Linked DNA regions of Gossypium hirsutum: region 1 is linked to region 2. Evidence: chromatin contacts called from public Hi-C data. All regions are on one chromosome and are shown on one strand. Each heading gives the region's core, a stretch centred on a gene start, on an enhancer-like site or on the middle of the called end of the contact. The rest is flanking DNA. Distances are from core to core; before and after follow the strand shown. Region 1 holds the start of LOC107901934 (homeobox-leucine zipper protein MERISTEM L1). Region 2 holds the start of LOC107901932 (probable dolichyl-diphosphooligosaccharide--protein glycosyltransferase subunit 3B).

What was found. Hi-C and Micro-C count contacts between places; a contact is called where the count stands out from the background.
Region 1: a contact with region 2 is called in a Hi-C map of leaf, with 2.3 times the contacts expected there. The contact joins the promoter of LOC107901934 here to the promoter of LOC107901932 in region 2. A contact is called at or near these places in 3 of 34 Hi-C or Micro-C datasets (callus and leaf).

The regions. Positions count from the first base shown.
Region 1 is chrD06:56,198,493-56,203,349 of Gossypium_hirsutum_v2.1, reverse strand. LOC107901934 (homeobox-leucine zipper protein MERISTEM L1) reads right to left here and starts at 2,360. Exons shown (of 12, transcript XM_041095916.1): 1 at 1,750-2,360; 2 at 1,065-1,329; 3 at 846-963; 4 at 519-707; 5 at 1-430. The coding sequence starts at 1,285.
Region 2 is chrD06:55,988,713-55,993,104 of Gossypium_hirsutum_v2.1, reverse strand. LOC107901932 (probable dolichyl-diphosphooligosaccharide--protein glycosyltransferase subunit 3B) reads right to left here and starts at 2,820. Exons shown (of 1, transcript XM_016828114.1): 1 at 1,387-2,820. The coding sequence starts at 2,805. The coding sequence ends at 1,597. It overlaps LOC107901931 (probable xyloglucan endotransglucosylase/hydrolase protein 8), which reads left to right and starts at 3,939. Exons shown (of 4, transcript XM_016828113.2): 1 at 3,939-4,238; 2 at 4,332-4,392. The coding sequence starts at 4,064. TRNAL-UAG (transfer RNA leucine (anticodon UAG)) reads right to left here and starts at 2,967; the gene lies at 2,888-2,967.

The DNA of each region.
Region 1 (4,857 bases), core at 1,111-3,610, 210 kb before region 2:
TGAGAATCTCAACTAAGTTGACATGATTCATGATGACAACTGCAGATTCTCTTGAAGCTTCAGACCTCAACCCCAAAGGCTTTGGTCCAATTCCCCTAGGGAAAGTTCTTAAGTATTCATCTTCGTTCAACACATCTGTAGAATTGTCCCCAGGAACCCACAAAGGTTCCCCAGATTGGGCCATTCGTATTAGTTCCTCCATTGCAGCAACAGCAAGCTCAACAATCATGGGCTTATCCGCTTCTGTAGGTCCAGAGACAGACCTCAGAAGATCACCACTGCGATCCATTTCCCCTACAAATCCTGATTGATTCCCGAAATTGCTAGCTCCAAGATCAGCAGAGCGCGAATGTAAATGAGATGAAAGGTGAGGCAATGAAGATAAAGGCTTGCCAACATATTTAGCAGCTATTCCAGATATCCTATCAATCTGTAATACAAGAAAACCAAAATATAAAAAGTATAATAAAAAGGTAACTTGATAATAAGATGGGATGTGTGAAGCATTTTTCAATCACCTCTTCCCTTAACCGAGCATTTTCTATTCTCAAATGTTGCTCATCAAATGACATCTCTCCAAGGGCAGCTGGGCCTCCACAGCTGGGGCATGTAGCATTGCTGAGAGCTTCCTTGTACCTATTATTCTCAGCTCGGAGTTTTTCATTCTCAGCCTTCAGTATAGCATTTTCATGGCGTTCATGTTGGGCCTGTTAATGAAGGTGAACTTTAGCAACAAAGCTAGGAAAGCTTACTACATAGGCAGAAAAGCTTACTCATAAAACGAGTCTAAATACTTAAATAAGCATATTAGAGCTCCTGATTTTCACCTATACATGGAAATATACCTTCATTTGGGTGCGCTTGTTTTGGAACCAAAACTTGACTTGTAGAGGTTCTAACCCTAGCTCACGGCCAAGCTCCTTCCTTTGCTTATCATCAGGATGAGGGCATTCCTTAAAGAATCTGAGCAACAAAGTGTCCAAAGAATCAATTCCCCAAAGAAGAACTAGTCATGTTAATCTTTCTTATCTTTAAGTAAGAGGATAAAAAAAAACAAGACTTACGCTTCCATCTCCTGGATTTGACGCTGGGTATGACGATGATAACGCTTCTTTTTAGGGCGTTGGTCAGGATCTTGATCATCTCCAGAGGGAGCATCCATAGTTTCATTGACTGATTTGATCTCATAATCATCATCCCTGATCTTCCCCATTAGTTCACTTTCCGAGGTCTTATGAGACATGTCGAACATATGGGGACTCTCAAATAAGTTGGGGCTAAACATGTTAACAAAGTGCTCGAATGTCGACGGTATGGATATTCTGGGTTCTGCCGACAGAACATACACAAGTCAAGCAAACTAAAATAAAGGGGGAAAAGGGTTAAATAAACTGTAGAACAGTAACGAAAGACACAAAATGTAAGTACAAAGTTAAAAAAGTCAAAACCAGTGCATGACAATGGAATCGTAAAACATTTGAAAGGCAAATAAACAATGGAGCTGTAAACCATATACCATCTCTCTTTCAAAGAAAAAAAAGGTCTAGTTCGCTTATCGAGAAGGATTTTTCTTTGAATATCTTAATAACCAACTGCTACTATATTTAAAGGTAGCATATACGTCGAAGATTAAAATGATGGATTAGTCGAAAGCTTATCCTAATCTATTCCCATGAGAAAAGTGAAAGAACCTCGGAGAAATAAAATGGGCAGCAAAAGTTGGGGAAAAAAAGGAGGAAAGAAAATTACCTTATGGATTATTTGGAGAAGGGGACTAAGAGCTTAGGGCAACTATTTTCTTGTCTTAAATGCAGTGGTAAGTTGGTCACTAGAAACCTCATGTTGGGAGACATAGATAGCCATTGACCTTTAAAACCCTAACCAGCAGCAATACATGCTACACATATCAGTCTCTTGCTTGTTAGATTCTTGGCCCCGCTTTCCTATATTGGTGGTATTTAGGTTGATTTTGATAGAAAGTCCCCACAAACCAAAGATTACAAACACTTTTTGCACTCTCTCTTGATTCTCAGCAAAGCTTTATAAGCGAATATATGAAAGAGAGAATGGCAAATGGTGTGAACACAGATCGGGTGCTATAAACAAGCTGGTCCAGGGAAAGAAATAGGTTTCGTGAGTAGAGACTTTTTACAGGGCCGTATAGGCAAAACAAAAGAAAGCCCTTTTGAACATTGTTGAGAAAGATTAATGAAAGGAGGTTTTAGGGTGGTTTTTAAAAGTTTGGGGTCACTGGTTTGACAGAGACCTACCTTGAGAGAGAAGAGGGTTAAAGTCTAGAGAGAGAGAAAGGGGTTTGAAGTTCCAAGGGGGGGTGAGGAAAATGAAGAGAATTGATGAAACAGGTGGAGAGGATGTGGCAGCTAAGGAGTTAATAGCAGAGCCCATCGAGAGGGTGCAATAGCATTTATTGTGGGTGAGAGGTGTAATTGCGAGTGATGGAAATAAAAATTATAGAAAGAGAAAAACATCTCCCCTTCCCTTCCCTTTCTTCAAATTAACTTTGTAAGCTTTCAACTAGTTTTCAGTGTCTCAGCTCCAATATTAATAGGTTTTACTAATAAGCATGCACGTATAGTATATATATATTGGTAGATAAGGAAGCTAAATACATTTAGCAATAGGAATTATATTTGACATCAATACAAAAGTAGGTTCTATCTCAATTAATTTGGGGAACATCATAAATTTTTAAATCAAGAGGAATATTTCTTCCTAATGTTGCCATGAAATCTACAGTCATATTCGCTGTGCATATATAGTATGAAAATTTTAAATTTTTTATAAGATAAAAGGTATAATTAATATCTCACCAGTTTAAACAATATCAGTTAATGACTACTTTCAAATATTTATTGTTTTTTTTGAATTAAATATTTGATTTATATATGTAGAATATTGTACTAATTAATTTTCCCATCAAATTACATGAAAAGCAAATTAGAGCTGTTGCTAGAATAACTTAAATATATTTAATCTTTCGGCTTGCTCTCAAATCTTCCAAGAAATTATTGAGTCTGAAGGATACAGGCTATGGTCTGCTTTTGCAGATTTCAGACGCATTATATATCATGTCCATGCATGCATGCCTACCAAAATCTATGTGGTGTAAATCTCATAATTTCTAACCAAATTTAATCTTGTCTCTTCCTTTTGACATATATGCATACGTGTAATCATATCCGGTCGGTATATGAACTAATCCAACTCATCTGTGATCTGTTTTATGTATTTATTTACTTTTATTGCATTAATTATGGACAATGAAAGGGTATTGCAGATTGCAAAACTCAACAATTAAATATTAAAAAATGTCTAAGCAACTCTCTCCTTCTTTGCCACCGTCTGTTAACGAAGACGATGGGGATTCCCATTCTGTTGAGGATCGGACCACCAAGAAAGTGAGATTTAAGGGCGGAATTGATGAGGCATCAGTAGATATGGTCGTCGACCCTGATCTGATTTCAGCACCCTCGTGGAAGGATAAGCTTTTGGATGGAGATCCGAATCATTCCATGATGGATCGCAATGGTTCTTCCTTTGGAAGAGATAGTGCAAGTGATGGAGATTTTGATTTATTAGCCGGCGATGTGCAAACATCTATCGTTAATGGGGTTCCGGCCATTAGTTTTTCTGACCGGGTTAAAGAAATTTTGTTCAAAGAAATGGAATTAACAGTGGTTATCAAACTTTTAGGGCAAAGTATTGGTTACAATACTTTACACAATCGTATCACTAGCCTGTGGAAACCTATTTGTTGGTGCAAGAGGCAGCAGCAAGCTTGTTTTTACTTTGCTTGGACAGCAAGTGTCGAGCCTTGCTGAAGAAACTATCGAAGAAGAAAGAAAAAGAAATTTGCAATGGAAAACAGAAAAGAAAGAGATAAATTTGAATGAAAATGAGCTGAATTTTTCATTAACAACTTCACAAGGCATAATGCCAATACATATATGAGATAACAAAAGCAAAACAAACAATTTACCACCTAATAACATACCTAACACCACTAAATTGCCTAGTAACTTGGTAAACTTGTTTGAACACATAAGCAACTACCTAAACTTGTCATTCAACACCTAATTACATCAAAATGCAGCTACCAAGTTCAAAACAAACTAAAATACAAAATGTTCATTTGAGTAACCAAATGAAACAATGCAGTTTCGATTTGCTGTTGAAGCACGTTCCCTGCATGGCCACCTTGCTTGGCCACCTTGGCTGCTGCATGGGGGCTGACTTCAACACTCCTCCTCAGCTTCTATGCAGCAGACTCCTAGTTGCTTCCTTAGGTTTAGAAATCTCGATGTACCAAGTGATTTTGTGAAGATATCGGCAATCTGATTTTCTGAGCTGCAATGAATCAGCTCGATCTCTCGAGCTTGTTCCATTTCTCTTATCACATGTAGTTTAATGTTGAAATGTTTTGTTCTTCCATGGAAGACAGGATTTTTAGCAATAGCAACTGCTGACTTGTTGTCACAATGTATCACAGTTGCTTCATTCTGCTGTAGGTTCAAATCGCTCAAAATTTTTCTCAGCTACATAGCTTGATTAACAGCATTGGCAGCTGCTACATACTCAACTTCAGCTGTCGACTGAGCCACCATTTTTTGTTTTCTTGAGCTCCAACAAATCATAGCTGAGCCAAGTATAAAAGAATAACCAGAGGTGCTCTTCATGTCATCTTTTGAACCAGCCCAATTGCTGTCAGTGTAGCCAATCAGTTTCAATTCTTCAGCCCTACTGAAATGTATTCCATGGCTCAAGGTGCCTTTGATATATCTCAGCACCCGTTTTCCAGCTTTGTAATGCTGCTGGTTGCAACAATGCATGAATCTT
Region 2 (4,392 bases), core at 1,571-4,070:
TGTTCCCTGAAAAGCTTACCCTTATCAACCTGGAAGGGACTTAGATGTAGCCATTTAGGTCACATTTCAGAGCCTTCACCGTAGCTACCTTCAACCAGTTACACCAACAACATCCATCATTATCACAAAATTTGCAGGAACAAGCTCTGAAAACCAAGATTCTAAGGAGATATGGTAAGTATATGCTTAACAAAATCTTTCTTCATAATCACCCTCTTTAACATATGAACCAAAAGACGATCACCCTCTTTAACAGAGGGCAACATTGAGTGATCTCCAGAACAACTCAAAAGATTATTGACCAAGTTATCGCCTTTCATAGCCTTAACACTACATGAAATGCTGTTGACCGAGTTGATCAACAGGCAAAACTTCAAATATAAAATCCACCGCATTTTATGCAAGAAAACAAATCAACAGTTGCATCGACAAAGAAATAACAATAAATTTTCCAATGCCCAGCCAATTTGAATAACCCAGGGAACTTCAGGCATACAAGAAGTACTAAACACCAACAATTAACACAATTTATTCCTTTTAGCATTACTATATATAAACAACTTCATGTTTTGTTTATCAAGCTATAGAAATATCAAGATTTCCAAAACTTAGATACAACAAGATGAACCCAAAACAAATAACTATGGGAAAAGAAATATAGTCAGCAAGTTTTACATAAAATTCCCTGCTGCTCCTCTTAAACAGTTTGCTGGAACATAAACCGGTTTCTTGGATTATCATACGCTACATGGAGCATAAGCCATAAAAAATAAGGCCTTCAGAGTTAGTCTGCAGTCAGAAAGGATATTTACCACTCTAGAACTAGATGAAACTATTGATCATCAAACACCTTAAGTTTTAACATTCTACCGACGTGACAAGACCATAAATTTTGGTATGTGATGCCAAACTTGGGGAACTTAAACCTAAACAACTCTAACAAGAGTCAGGAAAGGTAAAAACGTGTGGAAAGCTTAAACTAAACTGAGCCATTAATACTAACAAACTGCTACCAATCCAAAAAGCCTCCAAGATTTAAGCCAGATTCAGCATCATCGTCAAAAGGGCTTAAATATAGTTCTAAAGTAAATGAAGAAGATACCTATATGATTAACCTTTTCAAACCTAAACTATAACTCTCATATTCCACACGACCACTTTGCAGCTTACAATGTGAAATCCTACAAGATTATTGGTGCACAAATGTAGAACAAATATAAATAGAGAACTAAGTAAGGGAAGCCAGTTTAATCCTCCACAAGATTACACCCTATGCGCATAAGCTTTCATTCATAAACTAAAGAAATTATCAAAGCTAAACATGTAAAACAAAGAATCTCTGAGAATTTAGAACCATACGCAGCACAAAAAACAGGGCTAACTGGATGCATAAATGTGGAATACTATAATTAAGATTAGAAATTCTTTTAGCAAATGGATTTTTCATGGATGTCAACTTATAACAGATTAACGTTCTATAAGCTCAGTATTTTGCCCAAAGTACATTAAAACATCTAAAATTGATATCAAATTCTCAACTGAATCGAAACCATAGTTCGAATTATAGCAGCCTAAAAATAAAAAAAGATGATGCCTTCAGTTCCAACTGGAAGGCCAGAATCCATGAATCCCATATCCAGTCTTCCAATTGTCCAAGAAAATCACTTTCTGCACCGCCCAAAAAGAAACGCAAATCGCAAAAACCATGGCCACACGCTTGGCTTTCGCGTTCTTAACATAAACAAGCAAATGGGTAACGAAAGCTAGCAATAATCCCACTATTGTATAAAGAAAACCCACCGCGAATCCTTCCGCCCCAAGCTGCATCCCCGATCCTTGGTAAAAGAAAATCAATTTGTTGGGATCGTTCCTATCCACCAAAAACATCGGCATTTTCCTTATTAGATTATGCATTGCACCTGAAACGCTGAAAAAATAAATAAAAACGGCGCCGGAAAGCCAAATCTTGGGATCGTGCAAGAGGGTTTCCCCGGCGAAGATCTTTTTAGCGATGAACGGAGAAGGGATCAACAAAAGGGCAACGATCAGACCCATTTGAGTTTTCGAGAGAATGGGAGGACGATGGACGGGACCCACGGTGAGTTTAGTTCTGGACTCAACGAATTCGGCCATTGACTCAGCCAATCGAGAAAAATCGCCCTGGTCCATCTGTTCCGACTCATCTTTCAACGATTTTGCGGTGGGGCCGACGAGGCGGATGTGGGGAAGGGAGTTGACGCCGAAGAGGTGGAAAGAAGATTGAGATTCGCGAAACTCGATGTCGGCGAAGAAGAGCTTGGTGTTGGAGTTGTTGTGGTTGGTGATGAAGGAAGAGGCGACGAGGGCGAATTCTTGGCGGAGCTCGCGGAGGTGGAGTTCGGTTTTGTCGTGGAGTTGGGTGGCGTCGAAGAAGATGAGGATAGAGTAAGGGCGAGGGATTTTGGGGGAGGTTAGGAATTTGGCAATGGTTCGGTCATCTAAGTGGATGACTCCTGATTTGGATTCGGACTGAAGGGCGCGGAGATCGGCTACCAGTTCTAATTCAGATTCAGATTCAGCAGTGGAAATAGCAAGGAATAGAGAAAGGGTGAAAAAGGAGAGTAAGAAGAGATAAGCAGAACTGGAAGGGATCGCCATTTCCTTGCTTAGCTTTCGGATTTGGGGATTGGCGACAAACAGCTTCGGTCTTAACGCTTCTCCGGTTTTAACATTCGTCTGGACAAGATGACTTTGACGCGTTGACTGACTTGACCTTGAGTTCCAGCTTAACGACGTCGTATCAGATGAAAGATCATTTAGGTCCATGTTCAGCTTAAAATGGGCTCGTTTGAATGGACCTTTGAAAGAATATCATATGAGCCAGCTCTAAGCTTTCAAAAAGAAAAATTGACAGCTGTGGGATTTGAACCCACGCCCTTTCGGACCAGAGCCTAAATCTGGCGCCTTAGACCACTCGGCCAAACTGTCCCTTTTTGCTTCGTGTTAAAACAGAAACATATTTATCTATATAGTTAAAGTCAAAGCTGGTGATGCACCAATTTGACAGCTAGAAGCCTACGACCTACAAGTAACTAGCAATAAGCTGATGAGCGTTGAAGTGATTGCTGTTTTTCACGTGCATAATCAAATTGCAAAGTAAGTGTTTTTCTTATTCCAAGTCAAGCATTTGGTTAAATTTTTATTGTTAATGGATTAAAAATTTTCATTTTTACTTAATAATGATGTTATATATCAGGTATTTCATTTTTTTTTGGAGTATCGCATTAATTTGTTGAAATGTCTTCATATTTGGCATCGACAGTTGCATATGATCTTCTTACTTCATTAAATCCATACTTTGGCATTCACTTTCAGTCCATCAAAAATGCAGCTTGTTGTGGGACCTTATGACCCCTAAAATTGGTCCCTAATGCCATGTGCTTGAGCACCTCTCCCAATCAACTATATAACAAGGTTTAGATTAGCATGTCTGGTCATGTTTACCAAGAAAGCAAGCTCTGCTTTTTCTGCTTTCTTTCCATTGCTTACGATTAAAAAAGGAAAATTTTGTTTTTAATTTGTAATCTAAGTCCTTTTTTACCTAAAGTTAAAGATTAAAGTGAGATTAATTTGCTTTAATTCAAAGTTTAAGCTGGTTGTTGGTCCCGAGTCCCGACCGCCAAATCCAGTGGTGAAATCCAAGATTTTCTGTGATTATTTTCAAGACAAACACAACAGTTCTTACATGTAAGAAATGGACCCACTCTCCATTTCTTTATACTGCCAATTCCTAATTGGAGGGCAGCCTGGCATTTCATTTATGTTCTCCATGGATCATTTATCTTACTTCATTTCCCTAAAATACCCTTCTTCACTTTGCAATTTGCATGATTTCTTGGATGGGTATATTGGTACATTCATCCAATTAATAGACCAAAATAAACCTTGGTTTATTGGTGTGCCGCTTCACACATGATCACATCAAGTGTCCAAATTCGAATACTCGGATATTTACCTCTCAAGATCCAGCAGAGAAGTGAGATCTCATCCTCTTCTTCCAAAAACAACACTTTGGGTCAACAAAATGGAGAAAGGGGTACTCTTCATTGCACTTCTAATATCTGCGTTTTACTCTTCATCTGAAGCAGCTGATTCACAAACTTCTTTCGAAGATAACTTCAGTATAATGTGGTCTGAAGATCATTTCAAGACCTCTGAAGATGGTCAGACCTGGTACCTCTCCTTGGACAAAGACACAGGTTTGATACAATTTGATTGCGTTAAACAGTAGTGTTTGGTTCTAATAACTTGCTTCAAATCCAGGATTTTAATCTGTTTCTATCTGCTTCTAGGTTGCGGGTTTCAAACCAAGCAAAGATACAGATTTGGGTGGTTTAGCATGAAACTGAAGTT